Regions from separate parts of the Cyprinus carpio genome. Here region 2 is linked to region 1. A link is a contact called in public Hi-C data. All regions are on one chromosome and are shown on one strand. Each heading gives the region's core, a stretch centred on a gene start, on an enhancer-like site or on the middle of the called end of the contact. The rest is flanking DNA. Distances are from core to core; before and after follow the strand shown. Region 1 holds the start of LOC109107066 (kinase D-interacting substrate of 220 kDa B-like). Region 2 holds the start of LOC109102617 (integrin beta-1-binding protein 1-like).

Region 1 (3,668 bases), core at 638-3,137:
ATAATAATAATAATAATAAGTCTATTAATAGTAATAATACTGTCATTTTTACGATCTAAATGGTCAGAAATCGAATTTTGTTCTGAGATCAAACAATACTTGTACCCTATAGTACAGAGACAGTGGACCCCCCATAGATATTTTTGTCTTATTGGGTTGTGTAGATTAAAGGGATACTCCACCCCAAAATGAAAATTTTGTCATTAATCACTTACCCCCATGTAGTTCCAAACCCGTAAAAGCTTCGTTCGTCTTCGGAAACACAATTTAAGATATTTTGGATGAAAACCGGGAGGCCTGTGACTGTCCCATAGACTGCCAAGTAAATAACAGTGCCAAGGTCCAGAAAAGGTATGAAAGTTGTCGTCAGCATACTCCATCTGCCATCAGACGTGCAATCTGGATTATATGAAGTGACAGGAACACTTTTTGTAAGCGAAGAAAACAAAAAAAACCCCTGACTTTATTCAACAATTCCTCTCCTCTGTATCTCTCCAAATAAGCGTAGCGCCATTTTGACATATCTGTCTAGTATGCAGACGGCTTACGCTCTTCTGTGTCAGCCGCGCCACAAGGATACGTTTTTTACGTGTATTTATGCTTTGGTTTGAATGAAAACAGCACACTGGCGCAGCGCGGCTGACACAGAAGAGCGTACGCCATCTGCGTACTGCTCAGAATTGCCAAAATGGCGCTACGCTGATTTGGAGAGACACAGAGGAGGGGAATTGCTGAATAAAGTCATTATTTTTGTTTTCTTCGTGTACAAAAAGTATTCTCGTCACTTCATAACATTACGGTTGAATCACTGACGGCAGATGGAGTATTCTGACGATGCTTTTCATACTTTCCTGGACCTTGACACTGTTATTTACTTGGCAGTCTATGGGACAGTCTCAAGCCTCCCGGTTTTCATCCAAAATATCTTGAATTGTGTTCCGAAGACGAACAAAGCTTTTACGGGTTTGGAACGACATGGGAGTAAGTGATTAATGACAAAATTTTCATTTTGGGGTGGAGTAACCCTTTAATATCATCAACAGTAAAATAGAAATTGTTACTTTTGAATCACAACATACTGAATTTCATATAGCAATAGTACAAATAATATTAAAGTCACTTAAAAAAAACATTCATACATTAATATTTTGCTTTCTTAAAAAAATATATAATTAATGACATTCTCGATATCTCGAATTAAATATTTATATATAGGTTAAACACATCTAAATGTAAATTTCTAAGTACCCCCTGCATTCCCTTCGTTGAGTTACATCTGGTTTGAGAATCACTGCTCTGAGGATCGGTTTCAATAGTGTTGCACAAAGGAACAGTGGTAAACAAGTTCACACCAGCACCGTGAAAAATAACTTCTGGAAGCAGCTCAGACGTATTTGCCCACCGTATTAAAGGTGTAAAGAGTATCATACCATAGCTAATTGTAGCTGTAAAGGGCAGCAGCATTGTGCACACGTGTTTACAAACAGACCTTAAGTTACATGTCCGCAACAAAAGCTGCTACTGGAGTGAAGGAAGCGCACGTGTCCTGACAGCTGGAGCTCAACTGTCCATGTCCACTGTTCTCACTTTTAACACACTAACAGTGTCTCAAAGCTACTTTTAACCTTCTTCTAAAAGAATTAAAAACTTACTTTGACTTACGTGAAAATTACAAATTGGCATAAATTCACGTCTTAATAAAACACGTGTCAGTTTGTTTACATAATTCTTATAACTTACAAATCCCTTCCAGATAAAAACAAGTAATCCGATATAATTCACATAAATTTGTTGCTTACCATAACCTTTCTGTCTGGAGGCAGTCTTGCGTTACAGCACAGCCATTTTGTGTGAACAGGGGTGAGGATGAAATTAAAATTAACTACACATGACCACACCCACAGTGCGCAAACCACGCCCAGTACAGGACAAGGTCACGCCCATGTTTTGACAGACTGTAGTTACCTGTTTTATGTCTGTTTCTCATTTGACACATGTATTACCAAAATATTGAATACCCATCCATCGATCTATCATCGGAAATGCCATATTATTGTATGGATTTTTAATTCATTCAGTGTCATATCTTTGCTGTAAACCATTGTTGCATTACCCATAGGAAAACCAAAAACACTCATACGAATCCTGGGAAGGAAAATATGGTTTATTTGTTTTGAGACTGTCATCATGGTAGTGGAATTCATTTTTAATGTCAAATCCTTTATTCAAAGGAAAAATGGTTTGGCTTGGTACAACTTCAGAGCACTCGGTTTGTCAAATAATTCAAATGCTGGGTAAGTATCACATCTCAGATTCTGATTATTACAGAAAATAAAAAGAGGCTGTGTTTGTTCTCCTCTGGACAGTTCTCAATCCAAGTACATTTGCACAGACAACCTTGTGTTGTATAATGTATATTGGTGAACTGATATATATTGAAGTAGCTAACATATAAGGGATTACTTATTTCTGTATCTCTCCACAAACGTATTACATTATAGTTTTGCTGTACACTGCCAGGTTATGCAACATCACAACCAGTCAGTAGGAATTACAATGGAAAAGTTAATCGATTCTGTGCAATATCTGGAAAGCTTTAGCAACCAGTTAAGGGGGTTTGCTTGTTCACTAAGGGTCACAATCACTTATTTTGGATGACCATTAAAGACCAACAAGACAATGACAAACAACAGAACTGAGGTGGCTGATAGACAACAAATGCACTATATTATTAATAATAAAAAATAAAAAAACGTACAGTAGTCAACACAGTTTTGGGTCATTCTTTGTAGAATCAGTAGTTGGAAATGGTATTGAAATAAATGATGACTAAATCAAAATATTACAGATAAATAAGGCCTTAAAAAACGTGCCTCCACTTTTACTTGGGCCTTAAAAAAGATGTTACGCTGTATTAAGCTGAACATTATCTGAACAAAGGGACGATGTTTACACGTAAACAGAAATTAACACACATTTAACGTCTTTCTATGGATGAAGCCTGTTTACACTATATCCCCATAACACTGGAACACCATCCTGATTCTCCTTCGCTGCTACAATGAATTTAACATTTTGGGCAAATTCATCCATTAACCACAAACTCTAACTGTTGAGTAGCACTGAGGTTTCTTGCATTGCTTTCTTGCATTGCTTGCAAGTTAGCTCTACCCCGACTCATTCCTACCAAAAGTGCAAATAGGGAGGGAGTGAAAAATATTTCATCCCAAAATCTCAGTAGGTAAAAATAACGTCAGCATCAGACCAAATAAATGACTTGTTTTTTAAAGTACAAACCTCTCACCCTGTTGTAAACCTGTACAAATAACATGATCTTTTTGTGCACCTCATGTGATTTGGCACTCTGGACATTTAAAACAAGTTTTGCATTGAGGTGCTAGTTAGTACACTGGTTACTGTGGGACATATCCCCTTTGGGCAGTTAAAAGAAATCAATAAGCAAAACCTTTATAAAAAAGAGACAAAAAGGCCAAAAAGAGAAATTATACAGTATATATCTGGATCTTTCCAGCAGAGTTGCTTATTATTAAGCTTCATATTGGTTTTGCAGTAACTAAAACTGTTGGTACAGGGCTGTAAGTCATTATGGTAATTCAATACAATAAGACTTTAGAGAAGTGTGCTTACGAAACCACAGGGGGCTGGTT
Region 2 (3,612 bases), core at 628-3,127, 130 kb after region 1:
TCACCATGACGCCAGTGCTGCAGGTCTCCAGCTTACCAGCAGATGGTAACAGAGTCTGAGGAGATTTAGCAGCATTAGTACCATTTCAGTTCGTCAAAATCATCTTACAAGCCCATAGTTTCCTGTAAAGATGAGTTTTAATCAAATAAACAACCTCCATTTGAATGCCAGGTACTATTTTTTTAAAGAATTTATGCCTAACAGTGTATTGACACTAATAACACTGAAGAGAAAGTACAATATGCTAGCCAATAAAATATTTTAGAAAAGAGCAAACACAGAAACAAATATAGAAATAAATATGTAAAAAAAAATAATAATAATAATCATGTACTTCCAGGCCTTGAACTCAAAAATAAATTTTTGACCCATTCTCAGGAAATAATTCTCATTATTTGATACTAGGAACTTATGGAAGATTGATTCCATAAAAAAAGAAAAAGAAAAAAAAGAAAAGCTTACTGTATCTCACAATTCTGACATTTCTTTTTGCAGGTCTGATTTTAGATCTCACAATTCTTTCTTTCTTCTTGCAATTTTGAAAAAAAAAAAAAAAAAAAAAACAAGTCTGAACCGTGAGCTATAAAATCTGAATTGTATGATACATTATAAACTCAGAATTGCAAAATATAAAATCTCAATTCAATGAAGAAAAGTATGAAGTGTGAAATAAAAAGTTACAATTATCTTTTTTTTTTTATCCTGTGGCAATTTTTAATACGTGGGAATTGTGAGATGTCAACACAGAATTCTAAGAAAAAAGGACAAAATTTCTAAATTTTCAACACAGATTTAAGAGATGAAGGGTAAACTCTGAATCGTGAAAAAAAAAAAAAAACACTCCTCAACAAACTTCAGAAAACTTCTCCGCCACAGGAATGCAAGTTTGGATAAATATCTCACAATTCTTAGGTTTTTTTTTTATTTTTTAGGAATCAGACTTTGAGATATTGTAAAATAAATAAATAAAATATTCTACAAACATAATAAAAGCAAATTCATTTACAATCAGATAATTGCTTACACACACACACACATATACATAAATACATACATACATATATATATATATATATATATATATATATATATATATATATATATATATATATATATACACACATATATATATAGTCTGGCTAAAATTATTCTATTATAAAATAATATCGTAATACATCATCATTCATTAAATCAGTTTTTTTTTTTTTATTCTTAACAGTTCTCAACTCTCAATTCTCAACACTAACTATTAACCAAAAAACAATGTGTGCCCATGAGTGAAAACTGAGAGCTGTCTCAGCGTCATAAATAAACTAACAAGGTTCCTTATGTAGTATTTCTGTTCAGATATAATAGACATTACGTTAAGAAAAACACTGTATTTAGAGTATGAGAAACAGCATGGACGTATTCGGGGGTTCAGGGCACTCCACGAGCCCACGCCCCAAAAAACAATGGTACGAAACTTTGCGTAGCTTTCTGAGAGTCGCTCAGCTCGCGCTTTATGACTTCTTCCAGGCGCGAGGTCGCTCACCGCGAGCCCTTTGTTAAGGAAAACCCCGCGGAAAGTAACGGAAACCCGTTGCTAGGATAAACACTCAGCAGCACCCCACGTCCAACTTGACTAATGCGAGCGCAAAGGGCTCTTATTTGGTCGTTTATTGGCATCTCTACAATTAAATATGGATCATTTGAACTTGGTAAACAAGCACACTTGGCATACCTCTATTTTGAGCTCACTATGCAGCAGTGTACGGCTGTAATGATTATTAATAGGTAGGTTCATCAAAGCAGCGGTCGGCGGCTCTCTCTGTTTTGGCGAGACTTGCGTTGACGCTTCACTTCCTGTTCGGCTCCACCCAGCACTTCTTAAAGGGGACGCACGATAATAAATGGCTGTGTTTACATTGGATTAAAGGGACAGTTCACCCCGGAATAAAAATTCTGTCATTAATTACTCACCCTCATGTCCTTCCAAACCCGTAAGACCTGCGTTAATCTTCGGAACAAAAATTAAGATATTTTTGATGAAATTGGAAAGCTCTCTGACACTGCATAGACGGTTTTATCGGGCGCATGCGCCTGGCCCGAAGTTAATTTCCGGTCTGTGTTTGTTCATCAGTCTGGCTATGGCGCCGTCTACAAACGCAGTTAAAGTTAAGGTGATGAGTAGACTGAAGTTGGGCTCAGGTGGTTGTGCTGTGGGATGTGTTTCCCATACATTTATTTATTTGCGGCACTCACAATATCAAAACTGACCGATTTTCCAAAAGGCTTGGTTGAATAAACATGAGCACGTACTGCACATTTAAAAATCAAAACGACGCGCAGTTGTTTTTATATCACTGTGTTTATTAAGGAAGACTATCTTTAATTAGTCTATTAAATTTTTGATGTCATTTTTATTTCATCTTACATGTTATATGCCTGATAAAGCAGCGTTTGTGAGCTCAGCGCTGCTTTGTGTACAGCAGTTACTATAGAAACCTCTGTTTCTCCCGCTTTAAAGCACCTCCTGCTGGCAGAGAGTTAATTTGCATTTTCAGTAAGTCTGATTTACCAGCAAACATATTTTGCTTGTTATCAAAAATAATCTACTCTAGAGGGACTACTTAGCTGTTGTTACTGATTCTGTCTGGAAGTCTACCGGAAGTTAAGTTAGGGCCACAAAAGCACGCATGCGCAGTAACGTTTGTTTATGTTGTTGCCGTTGAAACTGTCTATAGACAGCAACGCAACTGAAATGTTCCAGACCCAGAAAGGTAGTAAGGACATCGGTAAAACTGTCCATGTGACATCAGTGGCTCAACTTCAGTTTTGCAAAGCTATGAGAATACTTTTTATTAAAAGAAAACAATTTTTTTTTTTTTTTTTTACAATTCTTCTCCCTGAGGTACCGTTTTCGGGCATTTTGGAGAGCACCACGACATATGAGCACACCTGAATGTTTTCATTGGAAATCGCGCGCATACTTCGTGGTACTCTCCAAAATGGCGGAAGACAGTAACTCGGGGAGAAGAATTGTTGAATAAAGTCATTATTTTTGTTTTCTTTGTGCACAAAAATCTCATATATTCTCATAGCTTCGCTAAATTTAAATTGAGCCACCGGAAGGTCTTACAGGTTTGGAACGACATGAGGGTAAGTAATTAATGACAGAATTTTCATTTTTGGGTGAACTAACCCTTTAACAATTTGAATTTATTACTAGCCTACTACTAAATACAACGGAAGCCCGCTTCCGCCACTAAATAAAAAATTTAATTTAAAATTTAAAACTTGCAATTCTAAGAAAAAAAGTCATAATTGTGAGATAAAAAGTTGCAATTACCTCGTTTTATTTTTTATTCAGGGGCGGAAACAGGCTTCCATAAAATACTGCATAGTATATTACCTAATATTTCAAAATAGCAGACATGGGTATGTTTAGAACTGATATTAGCTTACTAACTGTAAGCTCTACATAATCTATTCTAGCCTATATGTATTTATTTACTCATTTATTAAATATCAAGTAGCTTAGAATGGAGTCCATTCTAAACAGATCCTCTTCCAATTTAATAAATAAATAAATAGTATCACGTGTATAAAGCTTACATTTATTTGTTATTG

What was found. Hi-C and Micro-C count contacts between places; a contact is called where the count stands out from the background.
Region 2: a Hi-C map of liver shows a contact between it and region 1, with 3 times the contacts expected there. The contact joins the promoter of LOC109102617 here to the promoter of LOC109107066 in region 1. A contact is called at or near these places in 3 of 8 Hi-C or Micro-C datasets (liver and skeletal muscle).

The regions. Positions count from the first base shown.
Region 1 is chrB17:17,908,784-17,912,451 of ASM1834038v1, forward strand. It overlaps LOC109107066 (kinase D-interacting substrate of 220 kDa B-like), which reads right to left and starts at 1,888. Exons shown (of 31, transcript XM_042742612.1): 1 at 1,800-1,888. LOC109106849 (lysophospholipid acyltransferase 2-like) reads right to left here. Exons shown (of 13, transcript XM_042742613.1): 13 at 2,151-3,668.
Region 2 is chrB17:18,038,816-18,042,427 of ASM1834038v1, forward strand. It overlaps LOC109102617 (integrin beta-1-binding protein 1-like), which reads right to left and starts at 1,878. Exons shown (of 7, transcript XM_019116011.2): 1 at 1,724-1,878; 2 at 1-55.